Regions from separate parts of the Mus musculus genome. Here region 2 is linked to region 1. The links are chromatin contacts, called in public Hi-C maps. All regions are on one chromosome and are shown on one strand. The core of a region is the stretch at or near the end of the contact, and the rest is flanking DNA. Distances in the headings are between cores, read along the strand shown.

Evidence for each region. Hi-C and Micro-C count contacts between places; a contact is called where the count stands out from the background.
Region 2: a contact with region 1 is called in a Hi-C map of the N1E-115 cell line, with 11 times the contacts expected there. The contact joins two enhancer-like sites. A contact is called at or near these places in 1 of 39 promoter capture datasets (hippocampal neurons), 3 of 15 datasets of contacts at CTCF or cohesin (CD8 T cells, embryonic stem cells and pro-B cells), 48 of 484 Hi-C or Micro-C datasets (the AML12 cell line, the BV-2 cell line, the Ba/F3 cell line and 29 more), 7 of 115 datasets of contacts at active chromatin or transcription factors (the SCID.adh cell line, T-cell acute lymphoblastic leukemia, bone marrow-derived macrophages and 3 more) and 2 of 9 other capture datasets (adipose tissue and pancreatic islet).

Annotation. Positions count from the first base shown.
Region 1 is chr11:105,015,520-105,022,848 of GRCm38.p6, reverse strand. It overlaps a transcript of Efcab3 not described here. Among named protein-coding and RNA genes, the nearest start is that of Gm25362, 62 kb to the left of the region's middle. Within about 2 kb of position 1,603, at least 4 of the 459 cell types and tissues checked have an H3K27ac peak or open chromatin away from gene starts, as enhancers often do. A contact at or near this core is called in the N1E-115 cell line, where this site is marked.
Region 2 is chr11:105,116,347-105,124,068 of GRCm38.p6, reverse strand. It overlaps Efcab3 (EF-hand calcium binding domain 3), which reads right to left. Exons shown (of 10, transcript NM_001081046.1): 10 at 6,532-7,001. The coding sequence ends at 6,675. Among named protein-coding and RNA genes, the nearest start is that of Mettl2, 6.2 kb to the left of the region's middle. Within about 2 kb of position 3,293, at least 25 of the 459 cell types and tissues checked have an H3K27ac peak or open chromatin away from gene starts, as enhancers often do. A contact at or near this core is called in the N1E-115 cell line, where this site is marked.

The DNA of each region.
Region 1 (7,329 bases), core at 354-2,853:
CTTATAGATGTGGCATATTTAGTCTATTATCTATACAGCTTTCTTCAACTTGACTTTATCAATAATGTGAAGAATTGGATGTTCTAAATGTCTCATTTTGCTAGGCTAATACTGATTTAACATGTTCCCATCTGTCTTGCCTTCTCTCCCCTCTTTAATTTCTTTGTGCTTTAGGGTTATCAGACATTACAGAAGTAATGTCTCAACTCAAAAACTTGTAATCATATCTTGATTCATGAATTAATTTCTTTCTTAAGAATTCTCAAATTCAGTCCCAATAGAGTAAGCCCCTATGTAAAATAGTTTCCATGGACGAAAAGACTTGTGACTTTTTTTTTTTAAAGATTTGTGACTTTAATCTTATCACTTAAGATGTCCTCAATATGTTCATGTGTAATGTATATTCAAGGACTCCCAGCTAGCCTCCATAACGCACATGCTCAAGCCCCCACCCCCGCCCCCAGAAGCTGCGGTTGAATCAGGAATGCTCACAGGTAATGGGCAGAGTCTTCATCAGCTCCCAGCGCTCCTTAGGTGTGAGCTCTACCCCTATGGTTTTCAAAACTTGATCTATTTGATCAACATCCACTTTGTTTCCTTTGAAATAAATAGAAATGAGAGCAAAATGATTAGAAACTGTGTCATCTAAGTTTACCTGAAGGGTTGGATGATCAAAAGTCTAAGTCAAGAGTCTAAGAGGATATAAAAAAAAGACATAAATTGCTCAATTCTAGACAGAAAAATAATTTGTAAGTTCTAGTGAAATGCCTAAGTGACATCATTTTGTTCTAACCCCATTTTGTGTTTGCCTGGACAGTTCTCAGCTCCCTACCCACCTCTCCAATGCTCATGTCTGCCTCAGAAACACATTTGAGATTTCCAAGGCCTTGACCATGGTCCCAATGTATTAACCAAAATAATTTAAAAAAAAACTAAAATAACTAGAAAAAAATATAAGTGAAAAATAATTTACATGTTTGGTCTGACATATTACTATGCTCTGCCAGGGACGAATATTTTAAGGTTACTCTGACCTCATTTAACTTTGATATAAACTATGGTCTTTGTGGTTTTTGCCATTAGAAACCTGCATCCCTGACTCAGCTACAAGAGACTTTTCAGAGGCACAAGCCCACTTTTGGTTGGGCCATCCAAAATAAAAAACACAAAAGCAAAACTTAGAATTGGCTCTATCAATGGGGTTGTCAGTATCTCTGGTGGATCATGACATTCACTTCACTGAGCAACAGTATAGATCAATATTCTGACATGGAGGTCATAGGTCAATATGGCTATGTATAAATGACTAAATACATATTTTTATAGATAAACTGCCAATTTAAATGTTTTGCTTACTCGTTGGTAGCTAGATATGCAAATACAATGCATTCAGAACACATCGTACCTTGATTTCCAAGTCAGATCCCCCACATACCCTGCCCAAATTTATGTTGTTTCCTTCTGTTTGTTGTTGTCATCGTCTTGTTGTCTGTTTTAATAACCCCGTGTTGGATTACTGCTGCCCACATACATATGTATGCAGAGCGCCCTCTACTGGAGCATGAGCAAAGACCACATCACTTGAAGGGAATTGACTCTCCCTCTCAACAATTGGCTAACAACTGCCAATAGCTCTTCAGCTAGGGGGTGGGCCCTCACGAGCCCCACCCCTCTGCACGCAACCCGTTTCCTATTTTTACACTATATGACATGATAAGGAAGGTGATCTATTCCTAAAATGGTTAGATTTTTAGGGTAAAATAGAATAAAAAGATTTAATCCTAAAAATAAGACTAGGCCATTATTTTTCTAGTGATCATGGTTACCTGGGTTTATTTTGGCCGTGTGAACAATGCAACTAATTTAAATCGTTGAGAAAGAAAACACAGGGAAACCCAGGATACTACAACAATAGAAAAATGTAACAGTTTTGCCAAAAATTAATTTGGACTGCTGGATAGAATGTTTTGATTTTTTATTACTATTTACTATTCATTTATTTATTCATGTATTTATCATGTTGTGGGCATCCTCGTGGAAGTCAGAAGACAATTTACAGGAGTAAGTTCTTTCCAGTATATAGGGAACTACCAAGTGTCTCTACCTATTGAGCCATCTCACAGAGATGCATAAAATATATTGTTGTTATATCAGTAAGACTAACAAATTAATAAATTTGTACTAAACAAAGCCCCCATAACGAGGCTTGGATATTGAAAAGTGTGACGTGTAAGCTTCATTGTGACTGAAAGTCGTTTTTGCTCTGTGGCCTTTCACTGACCTGTGAGCAACTCCACATTCTCCATCATCTCCCTCATGTTGACCATCTCATCTGCAAAGACAAAATGCATATAAGACCCAGGCATGGTGACTCGCACCCAGAAACACAAGGCCTTACAGTGTGAGGTAAAACATCGAAATTCAAAGGTTCACCCTGATTTGTTCTGCTAATACACTAATCTTCTTTCCCAGATGAACACGGACTTGAAAACTGACGGTCTGAATGTGATAAACAAATACAGTGCAGGAGGAAAAATTGCAGGATGTACCATGTCTATGTGCACCGGTGCTAGGAAATTTAAAAAAGCGTTGTTTATCTTTCACTTGGCTCATTCCACTTTAGAGTCCAAGAGCAATCTGTTTGATCACCTTAGTATAACAGATTTAAAAAAGCAGTATTGTGTGCCCAGAGGTTGTGGTGTACACCTTTAATCCCAGTACTTAGGAGGCAGAGGCAGGCAGATCTCCGAGTTTGAGGCCAACCTGGTCTAAAGAGCAAGTACCAGACCAGCCAGGGCTACACAGAGAAACCCTGTCTCAGGAAAACCAAACCCAGCTATATTGTAGCTAACCATCTGTCTGCATAGAGTAGGAGCCATACATACTAGGCTATTTGCTCTAGATTAGCTTGAGGGTTGCATGTGCTGGAAACTCACTCCCTTCTAATCAGGTCTAAGTGAAAAAAAGAAAAAAACCTCTTGATTTAAAATTAAAGTAAGAAATAAAAATGAAATTAAAGTAAGGTTATTACTGGAGTCAGACTCAGTCTAGGGTTTGGTACCACAGGAAAGCACACACACAAAACAAACAAACAAACAAACCCCTGGGCATTGCTCACCATCAGGGAAATGTAAACCCACTGAGAATGAGACATCACCTAACTGGAGTCAGGATGGCTGTTATTAAAGGGATAAATCCCATCAATGCTGTTGTGTGTATGAGAAAAAACAACTCTTACACACGGTTAGTGAGAGTAACATTGGTACAGCTGTTACGGAAAGCAACATGGCAACTCCTCAGTAGGTAGAAACACTTGGTACCAAACAGAAAATGGAATTACTGCTGGGGATGGGGGGCAGCAACAATTCTGCAGCTTGGTAGAGAGCTAAAGGAAGGGACTGAGGACTGAAGAGAGGTCTGGGGCTAATTAACAAGCGCATCACCACACACAGGTGATGCTCACCATGACGCAGCTCAGTGTAGATGAGGGCTACCAGGGGAGGGTCCCCTGATGATCTGCAGGACTTTATATGAAGTGAGTCAGAGACAGACACTGCTCTCTCTCATGGTAGACTGTGAAAGCACTGACCTTCAGGAGCTGGAAGCAGATACTAGTCAGAGGACCCATAATCACCATTCAAGTCAGTGCCAAGAAACCAACTGTACAGCGAGGATATACACAGGATATATACATTTCACTATCAAGTAAAAAAAAATCTAGGATGATCTGGCATGCTTTCTTTCCTGAACCTTCTGGTGATTTGATAGATTTAATTATTTTTCTCCTGAAGGCCAGAAGAGAGAGTCAGATCCCTGGAGCTGGAGTATTTACTGGCAATCATGAGCTATCCAACATGGGTGCTGGGAACCAAACGTGTGTCCTCTGGAACAGTGGTGGGTTCTCTTAAGTATCAATTCTTAGCTCTTGCCCCTTTCTTTTCCTGTTGACATGATCCTTTGTTTCTTTTCTCTGGCATAGGTCATTAAGTATTCTCAGTGGTATAAGGGTTTATAAGCGAAACCTCTTGTTCGACAGATGAGCACTTCTGACTGAAGCACCACAATCCAGGAAAACAGGTTTCCCCACGAGCAGATCTTCAAGTTTATCAGAGGCACTGAGAGGCTCTCAGAAGACATAACGGCAATCTCACCTTCAACTGGCAGACGGCTTGTTAGGTCTTCGATTTCTTCATCCTCCAGGTTGAAGCCCAAGTCTTCTAGAATGCCACCCAGTTTGGAGATATGACACTTGGCCCCTTAGGAAAGAAGGAGCCAGAGGCTAAGTTATCATAGACGGAAACGAAGTAGTCCACCACACAATGACAGACAAATAGCTTTCAGGGCTGCAGAGACACTGTGGAAGCTGGGCAACAGTGTATTTGGCCAATCTTGCTTCAGAGGGTTCTTTATTTAATGTGTGAGAAAGGTATATTTAGAAGTTAATTATATATCAGATGAGTTATGTAAGTTTTTAGTTACATATTGAGTATATGTACTGATTCTATATACTATAAACTGCATTTTTTAGATCAACTGATAAGTTATATCAGACAACTAGCACTCTTGATCAGCAAACAGAATTTGAAACATCTTCAACTGTCAGAAAATTATAAACTACATTAGTTATAGTTGCATCTAAAAGATCTTTAAACTTAAAGAAAATAAAACAAACCACCTAATTATTGTGTAATGACATGATGTTTTTTAAGTCAAGGTAAAGACGACAGCTTATAGTTCGAATTGCCTTTTTGAGATGATCACTTACCAGAATGCCACTTTACATGATCAAGTAATACGTTTTTAAGTATTTTCCCATCGTCTGTAAAATAAGACACATTTATAATTAGAGAGAAATGATGCATCCAGTAAGAGGTGCTGAGGGTATAATTCTAAGTGCCTTGCCACCAACACTTTCCCCAGCACTGGACAAAATTCTGAATGTGACGCTGTCCGATGCCTTTCCTCACGTTCAGCTCCCCCTTTCTTTCTCCTTGTTACTGTTAGTTCACCCTTTTTTTTTCTTTGCTCTACTTAAGATTTATTTATCTTAAGGTAACGACACTATTTTAAAAACATCTGTTTATTTATTTGTGTATGTGTGCACGTGCATGGGTCTGTGCGTGCTTGTGTTCACATGTGTGCATGTGTGTCTGTATGTGTGTCCATGTGCGCATGAGTGGACACAGTGTGTGTGTAGGTTGGAGTAGAACCTTGGATGTCAACCATCTATCTTGCTTCTGTCTCGTTTGCTGTTGCACTGTTAAACTACACTAGCTGGTCTGCAAGCTCTTGGGAAATCTCCCATCTCTGCTTCTTATCTCATTGTAGAAAGATCAAGATTATAGACCCACACACTGCAACTTTTTACTTGTGTTCCAGAGATGTGAACTGAGATCATCAGTCTTGGACAGCAAGTGTTTTACCCACTGGGCCATCCCCCACAGCCAGGAACACACTTTCAAAGCCAAGATTTAGTTTAAGGATGCTGCCAGGGATCAAAACAAATTCAAATGCCAAAGACTCATACTTTCCCTACTACAGCTTGATATCTTTGTTTTCTAGGAGTTGTAGGGCAGGAGAGGGGCTAGTTTTTATGATGTCCTCACTCTGAAGTTTATACAAACACGAAGATGCACTCCATAGGGTTCACACAGTACTTACCAGCAATAGGCAACCGTTTCAGCAGGTCATTGATGTCTCTATTTGAAAGCTGTATGCCCATGCCCTCCAGCACTCTATGTGTGACTTTAGCATCAATATTTCCTCCTTTGGAGAAAAAAAAAAGAAAATTGAAAGTGAGAATTGTTTGTTGACTTTGTCTGACAAAACTACGTTTGTACAGAACACATGGAAAGGTGTTCAAATTTGTAGAAACTATGCATTTGTAATGGTGTAAGTGGCCTCAGTAGTCCTACTGTCACTGGCATGTCCTAACATTTTCTGAGTTAGAGTAGTTGCTAAGTATTTCAAATGAATGATGATCGGTGTTGACTGTGTTATTATGGAGAAATGCACCATAAGATAAAAAAGAGGTTTCAGAATAAGTGTGGAACTCATTATACATATATATCATCACAAAGTTTTGCCAAAATGAAATAAACAAATTTAATTTTCATGCCAGTTAAAATTTTTGAAGCCAGTGACAAGATAAGAAATCTTTAAGGTGTGCATATAATATATATGTGCATCCTTATGCACATACATACATATTGTGACAGGATCCTTCTATTTAGCCTTCGCTAGTCTGGAACTCCCTACTGGAGAACAGTTTGGCCTTGAACTCCTGTATTCCTTTTGGATGCTGGGATTACTGGGTTGAACTATCTTACTATGCAGCCCTGGCTGGACTGGTACTAAGGATCCAGACTGACCTTGCAGCCTTCTTCCTCAGCCTCCTGAGTGTTGAAATTACAAGCACGTACTGCATGCCAGCTAAGAAAATTCAATTTCAAAAATGTATGTAAATATGAAGCTTTTGTGTAATACCTTTTACAAAATGTCTTGCTTACCGGTGAATTTTCTTACTTCTTTCAGCATTGTCTGCAGAGAAATCATCCCAGAAGCTGTAAAAGGCCACAATTTACATTATATGTAACTGTGCACTGATGCAGAGAAAAATGGAACTTTTAAATAGGACTTTTTCTTATAATTATTAATTTTTGGGGGTGTTTTTTGAGACATGGTTTCTCTGTATATCCTTGGCTGTCCTGGAACTCACTCTGTAGACCAGGCTGGCTTCTAACTCAGAAAACTGCCTGCCTCTGCCTCCCAAGTGCTGGGATTAAAGGCGTGTACCACCACTGCCAGGCTTTTCTTATGATTTTTAAAAATCACAGCATAATGGCATATACAGATGAACATGAAATGAGGAAAGTTACTCTTGAAATGTTACCTATTAATATCATCATCTGTTCTTTTTGTTTTTCAAGATTTTCACCCTACGCTGGCAAGACTTTGCCTTATTCAGTAGACAAAGGCACTTTGCTGCCAAGCCTGACGACTTGAGTTCAATTCCTAGGATACACATAGTGGAGGAGAGAAGAGAACAAATTCCAAAAAGTTGTCCTCTGGGGCTGGAGAGATGGCTCAGCAGTTAAGAGCACTGACTGATCTTCTGAAGGTTCTGAGTTCAAATCCCAGCAACCACATGGTGGCTCACAACCATCTGTAATGAGCTCTAAAGCCCTCTTCTGGAGTGTCTGAAGACAGCTACAGTGTACTTACATATAATACATAAATAAATCTTTAAAAAATGCTATATAAAAAAAACCCAAAAGTTGTCCTTGGATCTATACACTCATCATAGCACATACTGCCCAACACACACAC
Region 2 (7,722 bases), core at 2,044-4,543, 100 kb before region 1:
AACCCCTTGTTGCAGGCGGTGCCAATTCTGGGCCATTTAATGGCGTTGCTGTGGAACAAGAGCTCCAGGGAAGGATCTTGATGTCTTAATTGCTTCTTTTTAACTTTTACAGAGCATGAGCAGCCTTTTGTATAAACTGATTTAATAACCTTTTTTGTTTTTGTTTTTTTCTTTTAAAAAACTTTTTGATTCTTTGTGGATTTCACAGCATGCAATCCCACTCATCTCTCCTTCCTTCCATATTCCCTATTGCCCTCACAACCTACCCTCCAAAAGAAAACAAAAACCCCATCTCTCTGTCGAATCTGCGGTGTATCACACAGTTTACTCTTTTACTCAAACGGCTTGCAAATATCATTGATCTGGCTTGGTACCTCTGGCTTCTGCTATACTATCAATACTGGATCCTCTCTTGAATTCTTTTCAGATAGCCTATTATTGGCCTGTGTCATGGAGATCCTGCAGCTTGGGTTCTGCAGGACCTGCCCCTGTTGTAGTGTCAAACGACCCTTACTCACAAGGACCACAGAGACCGCCGCCATCACTGCAAAACGCATGAGGATTTTTATTGATCTAACATGTTGGGGACTCCCCTCCCAGCACGCAGGCCAGAGGAGAGACCAAGAACAAAGAGAGGACACACTTTTTATACCTTTGTAAGGGGCAGATTTGAGCAACAGGGTTCTCATTGGTGTAGCAAGTGACCCTTTCAGACATTGGTTGGTTTGTATAGTGACTAAGTAACCCTTTGGCCTAGTGACTCACTTTGCTTGCCCCCATGGTGGGTTATTATGATTTGGTCAGCAAAGTAATAGTACATTTTGAACTTATGGATCAGCTATTAATGTCACAGCTATTAACGCCAGGGGAATTCTCACAACAAGGTCAGGGTGGTTTGTGGTCTTTGTCAGAATTCAGTGTGGAGCAGGGGGCAGGAGAATTGCTAATCTTGTTATGGTTATTTCTCTGAGAACAGCTAATATTGTTTTGGTAGCTGCAGGCTTAATCATTTTGGCCGATAAAACTAGGTTTTTACATTTGTTTAGTCAGCCAGCTTCCTTATCTGGCTCTGCACTTGGCCTGTTAGTACAGTTTGGAAAGTCCTTTTCGAAGGGAGAAGGTACTGGGTGGTCTTGAGTTCATTTTAGATATTACACCCCTTCATATGTTCCAGCAATTCATAAAGGGGGTAGATGTTGGGGTGGGCCAACTCAAACCCCCGTATCTGAGCGTGAGGTGTAGGTCAGTTTGCCAGCTCTCCAGCACTACCCGCTAGTGAGGGGGTAGGGACAGCTCTTCTGCTCTCACACTGTAGGAGTAGGCTCTCCCACTCTGCTCAGGTGAAAGGATGGGGCCTGCTCTCCCGAATGCTGTAGGTTGTGAGGGTCAGGACTGGCTCTCCTGCCTGCAGGTTGTGAGGGTCAGGACCATATCTCCTGTGCTCTCCTGTGGGCCAGCACTACTGTGTTGTTCAGATGAGGGTGGGATGGGTGGGGTAGGCACTCTCCTGAGTGATGCCGCTGGAGAGGGGCAGGGCCAGCTCTCCCACTGTCACACCCTCAGGGCCAGCTCTCCCACTGTGCTCAGGTGAGTGGTGGGGCCAGCACTGCACAGCCCCTGGACATCAACATGGCCCCAGGCAGCAGCCCAGACCAGGGACATCTGCATGGCTTTTGGTGGTAACACCGGCCACTGACATTAACAGATTCCAGCCACTGCAGGGTCATGGACCCAGACATGGCCCTGGGTGGCAGCATGGGCCAGGATCTTACAATGGCCTCAGATGGCAGCATAGGCTACTCACGTCAGACTGTTCCTTACCACCCTTATTCAAAGGTTCCTTAACATTTCTTTTTTTTTTAAGATTTATTTATTTATTATATGTAAGTACACTGTAGCTGTCCTCAGACACTACAGACGAGGGAGTCAGATCTCGTTACTGATGGTTGTGAGCCACCATGTGGTTGCTGGGATTTGAACTCCTGACCTTTGGAAGAGCAGTCGGGTGCTCTTACCCACTGAGCCATCTCACCAGCCCCTTAACATTTCTTTTTAATTTTATGTATATGAGTATGTTGTCTTCATGTATACCAGAAGAGGGCATCAGAACCCATTATAGATAGTTGTGAACCACTGTGTGGCTTCTGGAAATTGAACTCAGGACCTCTGGAAGAACAGCCAGTATTCTTATATTTTTGGTTGTGAGCCTAGCCTTTAACGGCTGGGCCATCTCTCCAGCCCGAACAGCCAGCTATCTTTCCAGCCCCCCTCACCATTCTTACTCAAGCTTCCACACCTTTTATTCGTGTTTTTTGAGACAAGGTTTTGCTATAGCCCTGTGTGGCCTGAGACTTGAGATTCCTGCATCTGCCTTTTAAATGACATGTGTTACCACTCTTAGCTACATTTCCCTTATTAAAAACCAAATATGTGGAATATTTAGAAGATACAGTTAAGACCAGAAAATGCTATATCCCACCATTTGATTCATCGATACTTTGTTTTATATTTTCCTAGTCTTTCCATTAATTTGCTTACATAATTGAGTTGGGGGTACTGGCTTGAGATGGTCTATGTAGCCCAGGCTGACCTGGAACTTGATGTCTTCCTGCCTCAGTCTCTCTAGTGCTGTGGTCACAGCCATGCTGTCACATCTGTGTGGAGAGCCACACCTTAAGCGCTTTTTAACTTAATAGTTTAACCTAATAACAGCTGGGGGAATGTTTCATTGTGTGAAACATTATTGTAATGACATTCTGGTCTGACTTTGAATAGCTGTAGCATGATTTCATTGACATTTAGGCTGTTTTAAGTTTCTTGCTATTAAAAATTCAGTCTGGCCATGGTGGGTGGTGCACTTTTAGTGCATCTGCTCAGGAGGCAGAAGTAGGGGGATTTCTTGAGCCTGGAACAAAAGGTAAGCCTGGGCAACAGAATGAGACCCATCTACTAAACATTCATTTTTGTAACCTATTTTGTCATTGCTGTGACTGTTTCCTCTGAATTGACATGTTCCCTCCAAGAGGGAGGAGGGAAGCTTCTAAGACAGCTTAGGAAACAGGAAACGTGCAAGCCACTTTCCCTGGGTAATATAAGCCCCAGTCAACTCCTGGGAGAGAGGAGTCATTTCTGAAAGCAGGGAGCTCTAGGGTGTAACCTTTGAGAGTTGTTACCCATGCTGGCGTGGGCTTTTCAGTGATGCAACTGCTAAGGGTCACCCATGCTGTGTGTGAGTGCTTCTGTAATCCCTCCCTCGCGTCCTGTAATTAGCTTACTGAATCATCAGGCTGGTCTGGGGTGGGAGAGTGTCTTTGGTCATTTCCCTATCTGGGCTGAATAGAGATTTGTTCTCCTCATCTGCCCTGACCAAAGTCACCAGCAGGCATTGCTGAGCCACTGGTTATAATTAGATCTGTTACTAAGATCTGGGCAAGTCAGGCATTCTATCTGCTACAGATCTAGATCCTAGACCAGGGTCTGGCACACAGCAGGCAATTCAGCAAGCTGGTGAGTGAATGGGTGGATGCCTGTCCCTGTGTATAGATCCCAGCAGGGAGGTGTCAGTTGCTACTATTATATGTAGTCTGCAACAGTGCAACAGAGAGATGGGCGTGCCCTGCAGGTTAAATTTTTTTTCTATCAGAACTCCTTAAAAATATCTTGTTCTGCCGGGTGATGGTGGTGCACGCCTTTAATCCCAGCACTTGGGAGGCAGAGGCAGGCGGATTTCTGAGTTCGAGACGAGCCTGGTCTACAAAGTGAGTTCCAGGACAGCCAAGGCTACATAGAGAAACCCTGTCTTGAAAAAACAAACAAACAAACAAAAAACCCTGCAGTAATTCTAATATTTTATATTATACTTTCTTTTCAGACAGGATCTCATGTAAGTTAGGCTGGCCCTGAATTTGCCACACTGCAGCATGATCCTGAACTCCTGTGGTCTTGTCTTTTGGTCTCTGCTTCCGAAGTGCTGGGATTATAGGCACGTGCCACTATGCCTAGCTCCTAATTCTATATTCTCAGACATTGTAACACACACATAAAAAATAAAGATATTTTCTTAAAACTAATAATCTTACCTTTTGGTTAGAAAATATGGTTACTCATCAATGCTTTCCCCCAAAGTATAACTATAAAATAACTAATATTTATTTTTAATTTTTAAATCATACTCATGTGCCTGTTTATTTAGTTACTGGGTATGCAAGAGGTCAGAAGGCCACTTGCAGGAGTTGGTTTTATCCTATCATATAGATTTTGGGGATTGAACTCAGGTCTTCAGGCTTAGTTGCAAGCACCTTCACCCACTGGGCCATCCTGCAGGCCCCTGTACTTATATTTTGAGATTGAGGCCTTACTGTGTTGTCCAGGACAATGTTAAAATTACTGGACTCAGACATTACACACACACACACACACACACACACACACACACACACACACACACACAGACCCACACAGACCCACAGAGACCCACAGCTCTAAATGGCATGTCTCCATCCAATCCATCCACTCAGAGCTCAGGGAACCCCTGGGGATGAGGAAGAAGAAAGTGTAAGAGCCAGAGGGGATGGCGGACACCAGGAGAACAAGGCCCTCTAAGTCAACAGAGCAAAGCTCACATGAACTCAGAGACTGAAGTAGCAAGCACAGGGTCTGTGTGCTTGTGTATACAGCTTCAGTGTAGAGATTTTATAGGACTCCTGAGTAAGTGAATGGGCGGGTCTCTGATTCTTCTTGTGCCTTCGGGGCTCTTTCCCTTTTTGTGTTTTGTCTTGTTCAGTGATAGTTTTTATTTGTGTGTTTGTTTTATGGTTTTTGTTTTCTATTTTATTTTGTGGTTTTCGCTTAGAAGCCTTTTCTAATGAGAGACAGAAAGAGGGTGCATCCAGATGGGAGGGGAGGTGGGAGGAACTGAGAGGAGTGGAGAGAGGGGGAACTGTAAGCAGGATATATTGAATGAAAAAGAATCTATTTTCAATAAATGGGGGGAAAGATAGATGGATAGATAGATAGATGATAGATAGATAGATAGGTAGGTAGGTAGATAGAGTTTATCAGCTTTAGAGAATTAGAGCAAGAGCTGGGCATGATCCATGGAACCATAATCCTAGCACTTGGGAGTCAGAAGCATGACCCGTGCTGCAAGCCCTAAACTAGCTTGATCTAGAAAGCCGGTTCCGGGTCAGCCACGGTTACAGAAGGAGGGCAAGGGGAGGGAAAGGGGATCAGTATGAACTGACAAACTTTCAGTTGTGGCTCAGTTGGCACAGTGCTTGCCTGGCATGCATGGAGGCCAGGTTTTGATATGAAACACCACATAAACTGGCATGGTGGGGCATGGCTGCAAGCTCTACACTTGGCATGCAGGAGTCAGAGCCAGGAGGATCAGGGAATTCAAGACCATCAATTGCCTATTTATCAAGCCTGAGGCTAGCTAGCCTGGGCTGAATGAGTCTGTCACCCCTCCCCCAGATACAGAGAGAGAGAGAGAGGGAGAGAGAGAGAGAGAGAGAGAGAGAGAGAGAGAGAGAGAGAGAGACAGGGACAGACAGATGAGAATCTGCAGAGGAAAAAAAAACCACTTTTGCCATCCTGATAATATATCAAATGGTTAATGTAGACTTAATGTTTATAGAATTCCAAAGTTGTGTGCCTATATTTGAAAAAACTGTCAAAAACTTCAGAGTGCCCCAAGACTCTAAGAATGAATGGAACTAAGAAGCAGAATGATACACACTTAACTATGTTTAAGACAGTAAATTCTGGACAGTTGAGTTTTATCAATAACAGCCACAACATCCCAAAGTGCACAGATAGCTCGACGGGTGAAGTGTTTGCTGTGTGAGCCAAGGACCAGAGTTTCAATCTCCAGTGCCCTTGGAGAAAGTTGAATGTGGTGGCTTGTGTCTATAAATTTAGCACTGAGGTGGCAATGGAGACTGGCAGATTCTGGAGGCCCACTGGCCAGAGTCCAGCAGAAATGGTGAGCCCCAGGTCCAGTGATAGACCCTGTCTCGAAAAGCAGAACAGAGAACCAATTGAGGAAGATGCCCCGACATCAACCTCTATGCTCCACACACCAGCATGGGCGAGAACACTCGAGTGTACTCATATGTGCTCACTTGCACATGCAGTTACACATACATGCACACAACACTACGGTACCTATATTTTCAATATAGTTGTGTCTCTCGTGTAATGGATGAGCTGTTAATTGAAGGAGCCATCTAAGCGAGAGGTGTGCCTAAGGAATTCCTAAACTTCTCTGAGGTTCTTTGTGGCGTGGGGAGAGGGTATGCTGCTAGGGTTCCCTGCAGCTGCAATCCTCTGAATCTGGTGTCAAGCAAATCCGCCATTTAGAGTTACCCCAAACTCAGACGCTTATTGTCCAGAGGGCTCTTGGGAACCCAGGCCAACTTCCCCTGCTTTCTGCTGGTATCTTGGTTGTTTTAAGTCAAGTGGGCATAGCGAAGAATGCCTGGCTCTAGTAATAGGGTAATTATATAAACCACAGAAAGAGAAAGCATCCCGGATTTAAAGGTTTTTACTGGTCGGAATCCATAAGATGTCAAAATTTCCACCTAGGCATGTAATAGATAAAAGCAAGAAACCATACTTTTGATTACTATGGAAAGCGGTTTTCGAAGAGCTGTTTAGAAAACGTAGGCTTTTCATTGCCGAAACCCTCTGGAACTTTTCCGTTTCCTCTTCCTCCCCGTCTCCGGGTCAGACTCACTGAAGTCCGATGGGGAAGATAACCCAGAGTTGGAGGGGGAACTCTTGTTCATGCTGGCGTCGTGCAAGCGGAGGTCCTTAGCGGAGAGCAGCTCTTGGCAGACGTTCCAGGACCAGGTGTAGGTCGAAAAGGTGTTGTAAAAGGACTCATTGTTGCTTTCGATCCCAACCAAATCCCCTCGAATCTTCTTCCAGAGGTTCAGCATTTCTTTCCGGTGGTCAAGGGCAATTCCTAAGTTATAACTCTCCGTGGCTTTCTTTACCTGCGGCGAGAGGGCAGATATTAACTCACCGTAGCTACCTTCACTCTCTTTGATGTACGAACTGTAATTATTGGTGGCTCTAGAGTTATACATGTGAAAATCAGTAAGACTACGTATGGGGTTGCGTGGGAGCTAGGAGTTGGTGGAAATCAAAATGTACCACTTGAAAGCTGGGTATGGAATGCGAATTGATCCATTTTTATCTCCCTGTACAAAGCTCAAGTCTAAGTGGATCAAAGACCTCCACATAAGACCAGAGACACTGAAATTAATAGAGGGGAAAGTGGGGAAAAGCATCGAAGATATGGGCACAGGGGAAAAAATTCCTAAACAGAACAGCAATGGCTTATGCTGTAAGATCGAGAATCGACAAATGGGACCTCATAAAATTGCAAAGCTTCTGTAAGGCAAAAGACACTGTCAATAAGACAAAAAAGGCCACCAACAGATTGGGAAAGGATTTTTACCAATCCTAAATCTGATAGGGGACTAATATTCAATATATACAAAGAGCTCAAGAAGCTGGAAATTCTTTTTTTTTATTATCCAAAGTAATTTTATTGCTAAAAATTCATTAAATTATTTTTGTGAAGTCTGGTGGCTTTATATAATTTGCACATTGTTTAACAACTTTCAGTACTAAAGTTCTCCTAGTTTCTTTCTTTTTTTAAATATTTTTTATTACATATTTTCCTCAATTACATTTCCAATGCTATCCCAA